Regions from separate parts of the Mus musculus genome. Here all the other regions are linked to region 3. Evidence: chromatin contacts called from public promoter capture Hi-C data. All regions are on one chromosome and are shown on one strand. Each heading gives the region's core, a stretch centred on a gene start, on an enhancer-like site or on the middle of the called end of the contact. The rest is flanking DNA. Distances are from core to core; before and after follow the strand shown. Region 1 holds the start of 4930401O10Rik (RIKEN cDNA 4930401O10 gene). Region 2 overlaps Ankfy1 (ankyrin repeat and FYVE domain containing 1). Region 3 holds the start of Xaf1 (XIAP associated factor 1).

Evidence for each region. Promoter capture Hi-C pulls out the DNA fragments that hold promoters and counts their contacts.
Region 1: a promoter capture Hi-C map of hippocampal neurons shows a contact between it and region 3, with 3 times the contacts expected there. The contact joins the promoter of 4930401O10Rik here to the promoter of Xaf1 in region 3. A contact is called at or near these places in 3 of 39 promoter capture datasets (cranial neural crest, hippocampal neurons and stem cell-derived epiblast-like cells).
Region 2: a promoter capture Hi-C map of the C10 cell line shows a contact between it and region 3, with 2.7 times the contacts expected there. The contact joins the enhancer-like site here to the promoter of Xaf1 in region 3. A contact is called at or near these places in 5 of 39 promoter capture datasets (the 3T3-L1 cell line, the C10 cell line, liver and 1 more) and 1 of 9 other capture datasets (liver).

What each region holds. Positions count from the first base shown.
Region 1 is chr11:71,938,845-71,941,544 of GRCm38.p6, reverse strand. 4930401O10Rik (RIKEN cDNA 4930401O10 gene) reads left to right here and starts at 1,423. Exons shown (of 5, transcript NR_045942.1): 1 at 1,423-1,638; 2 at 1,766-1,972; 3 at 2,075-2,191.
Region 2 is chr11:72,733,642-72,736,341 of GRCm38.p6, reverse strand. The region is part of intron 7 of Ankfy1 (ankyrin repeat and FYVE domain containing 1); the gene reads right to left. Among named protein-coding and RNA genes, the nearest start is that of Gm46287, 30 kb to the left of the region's middle. Within about 2 kb of position 1,296, at least 47 of the 459 cell types and tissues checked have an H3K27ac peak or open chromatin away from gene starts, as enhancers often do.
Region 3 is chr11:72,300,228-72,302,927 of GRCm38.p6, reverse strand. It overlaps Xaf1 (XIAP associated factor 1), which reads right to left and starts at 1,299. Exons shown (of 6, transcript NM_001037713.4): 1 at 1,219-1,299. The coding sequence starts at 1,250.

The sequences.
Region 1 (2,700 bases), core at 174-2,673, 360 kb after region 3:
CAGGAAGCATAGCAGCCTTCAGGCAGACAGGGTTCTGAGAAAGAGCTGAGGGTTCTACATCTTGATCCAAAGGCAACCAGGAGGAGACTGGAATTCCACACAGGGAGGAGCTTGAGCATAGGAGACCTCACAGCCCACCTCCACAGTGACACACTTCCTCCAACAAGGCCACATGTACTCTAATAAGACTACACGTCCTAATAGCGCCACTCCCTGTGGGCAAACATGAGTTTATGGTGGCCAAACCTATTCAAACCACCACACCTGTTTCACAGCTACTCTTGTCATAGCATCTCAGCTCCAGATCTTCTGGGTCTTCTCTTTTACAGGGGCCTCAAGACTACACAGGTACTTCTGGAGAATCCGGAAGAATCAGTGGTCCCTGACTCAAGTCCCTCAATGTCTTCCAGGTGAGGAGACCCAGCCACAGTGCTGGGATTAGGACATGGGTGTCTTGAGAAGCTGCTCTCTGGCTCACCATACACGCAGAGGAATTTCTTCTGGCTTTCCTTCAGCATGGTGCCAGAAGGCAGAATGATGTAATGGCAGAGGTAGACTTTTGCAGCAAAGACTAAGTAACCCTGCCTCATCGATAGGGCTTTCTATAGGAGAGTGGGGCTTAGGAAGGAACACTCCTGCTCTCTTAGGCTCTGTAAGCAGGGGATGAATTTTGCTTGAGTGGTCCAGCAAGATATTCTGTGTGGAGTGGGATTCTAGACTAACTAGCCCCAGTGATCTTGTCCAATTTTAGGTCTATTACCTTCACACCAGTCTTTAAGGATGCCATTCCAGTTGTCTGCTTCATGACCTAGGTTATAATTCCACAAGGTACAGGAATATCTAGGGCTGAGGCGTCATTCCCTGCAGGCCCCTGTGGTGCTTTGCTCAGCTGAGGTACAGGTCAGCTACAGTTCCTGAAAGTTAACACCACCAGGAACAGCCAAAAAGAAATGGATGGATATATAACCAAGTCCCTCATTCCACTGGCACAGCCCCAGTCACAGTCCCATCTTCGTGCTGAGGCCTTGAGAACAGGCTCCACCTCTCAGCTGTTGCTCCCAGAGCTACACGATGATGGGGAGAGAGAGGCTTTTGTCACACGTTTCATCAGGAGTCACGTACTTATTACTGACATTCATTTTGCCTTGACTCTCAGCACGCAGCTTGTGAACAGCAGGCTGCTCTGTTGCTCCTAAGGTTTCTTAGCCTGTCCATCTACACTAGGGCTGGGGCACTTGTGATCAGCAGTTCAGTTGTTGCCTGCTGCAAACCTTCCTTCTTTTTTAGCCCCAAGAAAAGCCAAGCATATGAGGTCATATGGTGGTAGGTAAGAGTATTCCTTTTGTCATATGTGCTTTGTGAGCTTTGTCTGTGACCTCAGGGTCAGTCCTGGGGTCTGGCCCAGCACCTCAGTGTTTGTGATGTCATAGATAGATGCCTGCCCCTTCTCTTTGTGGGCATGTAGTCTTTCTTTGATCGCAGCCTCTTTATACCCACAGATTCCCCCAAGTTAACAACTCGTTGAGTGTTTACTCTGGGGACTTCTTGTTTGGGCTCATCTTCAGCTACCTCGAATATGTGGAATGATTTCAGGCTAAGATGGATCCAACCAACTTTCATCCATGCACCCTGTTCTGGGTGAGGGTCTGTGGGTTTCCAGCCCTAACGTCTTCCAGCAAACAGCATTAAGTCTCCCTGTTTCCTTGCTCTCCACCAATTTCATTGGCTTTCAACTTTTTCTCTTTATTTAATTTTCCTGTCCTAGGGCTGAGACAGTAAGGAACATTGCAAGCTACCATTAGATTTCTGTTTTTCCTCATGACTCTCCTCTGGCATCCTTAAGCAGCACTGGGCAAGAAGAGCCAGTGGACCAGCTCTGCCAGGATCTATCCACCTTCCCATCTCATAGCCCAATCTCCATCTCAGAAGCCAAGAAATCCATGCCTGTTTCCTCTGGTATCAACCATTCACGGTTAGATGCAAACAGTGACCCCATTTCTCAGTTCTATATGGGGGTAGGTAAGGAGAGTAGAAAGCCGGTTGTCTTGTCTAAGACCCCTGCTTCCCTCCACAGGAATCCTCCTGCCAGCCCTTGGTGGTGTAAATGGCAGATGGGAACAGATGACTGTGGCCTCTCAGCATCCTGCCTTCCTGTGGTCCTGGGGCAAGTCCAGCGTCAGAGGGAGAACAGGTCAGAGTGGCCATAGAACCTTTCAGAAATAGCTGGGCCTGGCAGAGGGCAAGCACTCACTAGAGCTCAGCCAGTCTGAGTCCAGCAACCTCCTCCGCCTTGGAATGAGAGCAGGTTCTAAATCCTCGTCTCCGTTGCTGCCTGCTCGGCTTGGGGCCCACAGCAGATGGTGAGGTGGGCCCCACTGGGTCTGGAGCGTGGGTTTTGAGAGTGCTAATGTTTCTCAGATCTCCTTTGTAGATCATCAACTGTGACAACAGTACAGCTTGGGCCAGGAAGTGAAAAGGCACTGCTTGTGGCAGGAGGGGCTGCTTCTTAATTAAGGCACCTCCTCAGCCTGCTGATGACAGCCGTGGGTTGGAAAGAGTCTATGCACCTGCCTATGACCAGGAGGCTGGGGATACTCTAGGACCACGTCCAAGTGGGGTCCAGCCCCTGCATCAGAATAAGAGGAGAAATGGCATCTTTTCCTTACTGAGCATTGCTTATACTTCTATCCAATATGGCAC
Region 2 (2,700 bases), core at 47-2,546, 430 kb before region 3:
AAAACATTCCTAACCAATGCTAAGCAGTTTTTAAATACACATGCAATGCTTCTTTCAGTTTTATGACAGTTTTAATTAGGGCAAACCATATTTAATACTCCTTGTTTTAAAATTTACTACAAATAATTGGTCAGGAGAAGCCCATTTAGGAAATCTATTGGTCTATGTGGGTTACTACAATTTTTTTAGTAGTGAAAAAACTAGAATTGTTATGAAAGGACTCATCACCTTGCTTAGGTCAGATTAATCAAAGGAGATGGTAACACTGCCTTATGTGGGTCTCCTATGGCCTCACAGACCCTAACAACACCAAATTCTTGTGACAGACGAGTGCTCTGGCTCAGTGGAATGCCCACTACTGTGCATCTTGAAGTAGACCTCATTCATATTTTAATGAACCTCTACCACTCATTAAAGAATTAGAAGCAAGGTCAATAGGCAAGCTTAAAGGTAGCACTCAATCATTTGGGTAAAGTTAACCAAGTAACATCAAGCCGAAGAAGGCACTGTCAAGTAATTCCTCAGAAGGATATGTTAGCACACATCTAAAACCCAGAACACAGGAGGCAGAGGCAGGAGCACTGCAGGTCTGGGGCCAGGCTCTAGATAGCCAGTGTTTCAGTGGGACCTCAAAGAAAAGACAATTCCCTATGGGGTCTGATTCTGGCACTCCACTGCTCGGGCAAGGTGAAGGCCACTGTGTTTACTCTATCAGCAACAGGTAGTCATAGTATGAGGGACACCCCAATCCTGTCTCACTGTGCTAAAAGCCTGCTAAAGCAGAAAGATCCCTTTCCATTTACACACAAGAAAAGATGACACTATGGACAAGTGACTGTCATCAAAGCAACATAGAAGCCAGGATTCAAGCAAGTCTGTGCTCTGTACACTACAGCATGCTGCACTCTTTTTGAAGTCTGCTATATTCACACTGTGATCCACATACTTCCAGACAATTCACAAATTCAGAATGGAAGATTAAATCACCCTAGAACACTCATCAACACTATCTTGGCAATTCCTGTAGCTAAGCAATCACCCAAATATTTAGGAAGTCATGAGAGATGTTCTTTCATAAAACATAAGAATTCAGCTCCCAGAGAAGAAAGGAACTTAATTGTTTTTTTAGTAACAAGTGAATCTGTTTCCAAAGTAAACACTTGAGACACTAAACAGTGGGAAAGAACAATTCCCTACGGGGTAGAAACTTTCCCCAATGAACACAAACTCTGAGCTAAGTGCTGTGTGTGCTTGGAAAAACGCATCTGCTCTCCACAGCGACTTGTTCTAAGGGTTCCCTACTCAGTGATGAGTAAAACTTTCCTCTCTATTAGCCAGCAAGCTCAACCCTCTGCATAGTTCAAACAGATTTTTACTAAAACTTTTGCCCACAAAGGAGAGAAAGCCGCAGCTGCACATCACCAGCATTCAAACAGTACATCCTGCTAAGGGACAGAACTGTGCCTGATAACACAGCAGGGTCATCTGCTGATGGAAATCCATCTTCTAACTCTCATGAATGATGCAACCACAAACACACAAATACCTCTGTGGCTCCTAACATAGAAATTCCCACCTGTATACCACCAAGAATGGCACCAACTATCGTTTTTGAGAAATCTCCACATTGCTGTTTCATAGTGGCTATACAAGTTTACATTCTCAAAAGTAACAATAAACAGAATTTGGGAGGCAAAGGCAAGCCTCTGTGAGTTCACAGCCAACTGGTCTACACAGTGAGACTCTGTCTAAAAAATTGAAACAAAAAAGAAAACAGAATTCCTTTCTCCATGTCCTCACTGGCACCGGTAAGGATTTTTAAAAGATTTATTTATATCTTTTGATATTTGTTTTCCGGAGTCAGTTGTGTCCTTCCTTCTACCATGGGTCCTGAGAATCACACTCGGATCATCAGGCTTGTCAGGCAACAAGTGCTTAATTGTCTCTTGGCCCTGTCATTTATTTTCCTAAAGACAATCATTCGGAACCGGAATGAGATGGACTCCCAAAGCAGTTTTAATGTGTATTTTCCTGTTGGGTGAGGCTGTAGAACACTTTTAACATTTTATTTACCATTTGCATATCCTTTCTTGAGACCTGACAATTTAGATTATTTATTGATTGGATGTGTAGGTGTTGAATTTCTGCAGTTCTTTACATCTACTGAGTATCAGCCATCTGCTACATAACCTGAAAGGCACTTTCCTGCTATCTCTTCCCTCTGGTGACTGTTCTCTTTGTTGCCCAAAGCTTCTTCATTTTGATTTTGCGGGCTATTTCCTTGCTACTAGAGTACTGTTCAGGAAACCCTCGCCATGCCTGCATCTTGAGGAATTTTAGCTATGCTTCTTTCCTCTAGCACAGTGGTGCTCAACCTTTCTAATGTCACAGCCCTTTAATACAGTTCCTCGTGTGTGGCTATCCCCAACCATAAAATGATTTCATTACTACTTTGTAACTGTAATTTTGCTATTCTTATGAATTGCTATTCTCATGGCTGTTGGCAAGTGCAACAAGCACTGAGCCACCATGCTCTCTCCAGCCCCTCCAATGCATGTTTCTGACAGAGTTCTCAAGATTGGAATGATATACCAATATGGGCTTATTTCAGAGTCCTTTATTTTATTTTATTTGGTTTGGTTTTTTGAGACAGGGTTTCTCTGTGTAGCCCTGGCTGTGCTGGAACTCACTTTGTAGACC
Region 3 (2,700 bases), core at 50-2,549:
TTTAAGGCTTATCTGTGCTTATAGAGTAAGTTCAAGATCAGCCTAGGCAACTTAGTGATACTCTGTGTCAAAAGGAAAGGGAAAAACAGAGCCAGGGATAACGCAGCTCAGAGTGCTTGGCTGCTCTGTGCAATGCCCTAGGCTCAGTGCCTGGAACGACTCCTCAGCATCACCCCACAGAGACAGGGTTGGGGGAGGTAAAGTTCTATCCTTTTCCAGTTATCTCCTAGAAAGGCCATCACGAGAACAAGGGAGCACAGCAGTGCAGCTCTGCCCTGACCACACCTCAGACCCTCCAAGGGTTTCCCAACTCTCAAGAGCAAAAGTCCATCCACCACGCTGTCTCCCGTCCCTGGGCTCCCTTGCAGCTACCCAGAGAGCATCTGAGATGCAGGGGAGTCTTGTAGGGCAGGGTGTCCTCCTCTGATAGGCTCATCACCAGGAACGCTGCCAACCCATTCCATCTGCTCATGCTCACGGCAGCTCGGGAGAAAGGAAACAGGCTGTATCCTTAAAGGACCAATTGTTCAGGCCCTGTGATCTGGCTCATGGCCTCCAATTGTTCAGGCCCCTGTGATCTGGTTCATGGCCTCACTGCTGTTAGCCTGATCCAGCTGTCCCCACAACCGCACAGAATGACGTCCTTTGCTCTGTTTGCCCTCTCTGTTTTGCCTGCCTCCATACTCCATAGACCAGAGATCCTGAAAGGTGAAGTGGAACAAAGATCTCTGTGGAGCTTTACCCCAGTTACTGCAACAGGTGGGGTCTGCTGAGGAACCAGCTCTTTTTACTTGGAGGTGTGGTCCTTGCCTCCTGCTCAGCCCTCCATGTTCTATCTCCCAGCTCCTTTGTCAGGCGGAGGACAGGAATAACCCTGGAACATCTCTCAAAGGGTCCTCTCACAGATGGGTGGGAAGACCACGATGCCCCCCACCCCTGCTACGGATCTAAGCTCTGACAGGAATAGCCTGCTAGGGACCAGTCCCTCCATACTTCATGGCTAAAACTAGCCAGCCTGAAATACCCAAGCTAAGAGGGAACAGTGATATTGAGGTACCACTGAGCACTCTACTTAGAGATTTGGAACCTCTTCACTCCAGAGGTTCCAGTCCCCTTCGGCTTGCCCTCTGGTGTTGTACTTCATCCCCATCACTTCAGAATTTGTTTGCTCTGCCCTGCCCCTCTGTCTGGCCAGCCCTGGAGAAAATGCCTTCTTACCAGTTCCTGCACACTTGGAAGTCAGCCTCCATGGTCAAGCTTCCTGCAGTGCTTCTGTGGAGTTTCGTTTCTTTGCACACAGGAAAACAAAACTGAAAGTGTTTGCCCAGCCTGACTCACAGCGGCAGGGAGGAGACTTCAAAAATTCTCAGCTCAGGGCGGTTCCCAGATCCTGGCAGCTAGACACTCCCAGAAGGCCATTCTGCAGCATGGGCTAGTCCTCTGTCATGCCCCTTGTCCTGTGCAGCCTCTGTGCTACCGTGACTGTGACCTCCAGGGTGGGCGTTAGCTGTCGGGTTTCCTCTGGGCAGCACAACAATTCCTCCCTTTCTCCCCCTCCCTCCCTGACTGGCTTTGTTTCCATGGGGTCCCTGCCCACTTCTCAACCTGTGACTGACTCCTACTGTTTCTGTCTGGTCTCTCCTGAGATGCTAAGCTTGAGTCTGCTCTCTGAAGAAGAAGCTCCTGCAAGCTCTGTACCCCTGTGTGGGTTCCAGTTTGTGGTGACTTTGAAAACAAAGTCTGTGAGGAACTGAGCAGGGGGTTCTGGGTGCTGGATGCTCAGGCTACAGGGTTTGGGGCAAGTCTTGGGAATGGCCAGGGATAACTGTGTTGTGTCTCCTGAGGTTGTCCTCTGCTGGGAAACAAAACAAAGCAAACAATAATGGCAAACAATAATGTAAGCCAAGATGACAGAAACCATGAGGAGGTCTTGCTATCCCATGCTCACTGGTAAAATCGAGCAGCAAGGGGCTGAATAACCTGCACAGAAGTTCCCAGGTAACGTGGTCCAAGGTGTGACCCTTCTGCCACAGGCACGGAGCTGGAGGAGCTGTGCTCAGATCCAGACAAGATAACCAATTGGGAGCTTGAGTCACCTCAGCCTTCTGGATACTGTCTCCTGGCTGACCGGGTTACACTGGAGCTCCCAGGCAACTTTAAGGTCCAGGTGCTCCTAGAATTTGCATGCAAAACTGCTGCTGTGTCAGTATATGTTTGTTCCAGCGAGGTGCCACAGCCTCAGGCAGTTACCCAACAAGGCTAGCTGACCTCATGAGGTTCAAAGAAAACAAATTGTGTTAAAGGCAGCCCATGTCCAAAATTATCACAGTGCAAAATGATGGAAGTCAGTCGATTTGCTGGTTTCCTGTGTTCATTCCACCACCACCACCCCCCTTCCAAGGAAGAAACAGGGCGTCATTAGATAAATGAAAATGATCAAAGGGTTTTGGAGTAGAGGTAGCGGTATGGCACTTGCCTACCATGCATAAGGCTTTGGGGTTAGGATCTAACACACACACACACACACACACACACACACACACACACACACAGACACACACACACACACACACACATCACAAAGTATATCTCAGTGACAACTGATACATTCACAAATACAGCCGTGTACGGAATAATGATGTTTCTGTCAGCAGTGCAACTGTACATAGCACAGTAGCCATATAAGATTACACCTGAAGA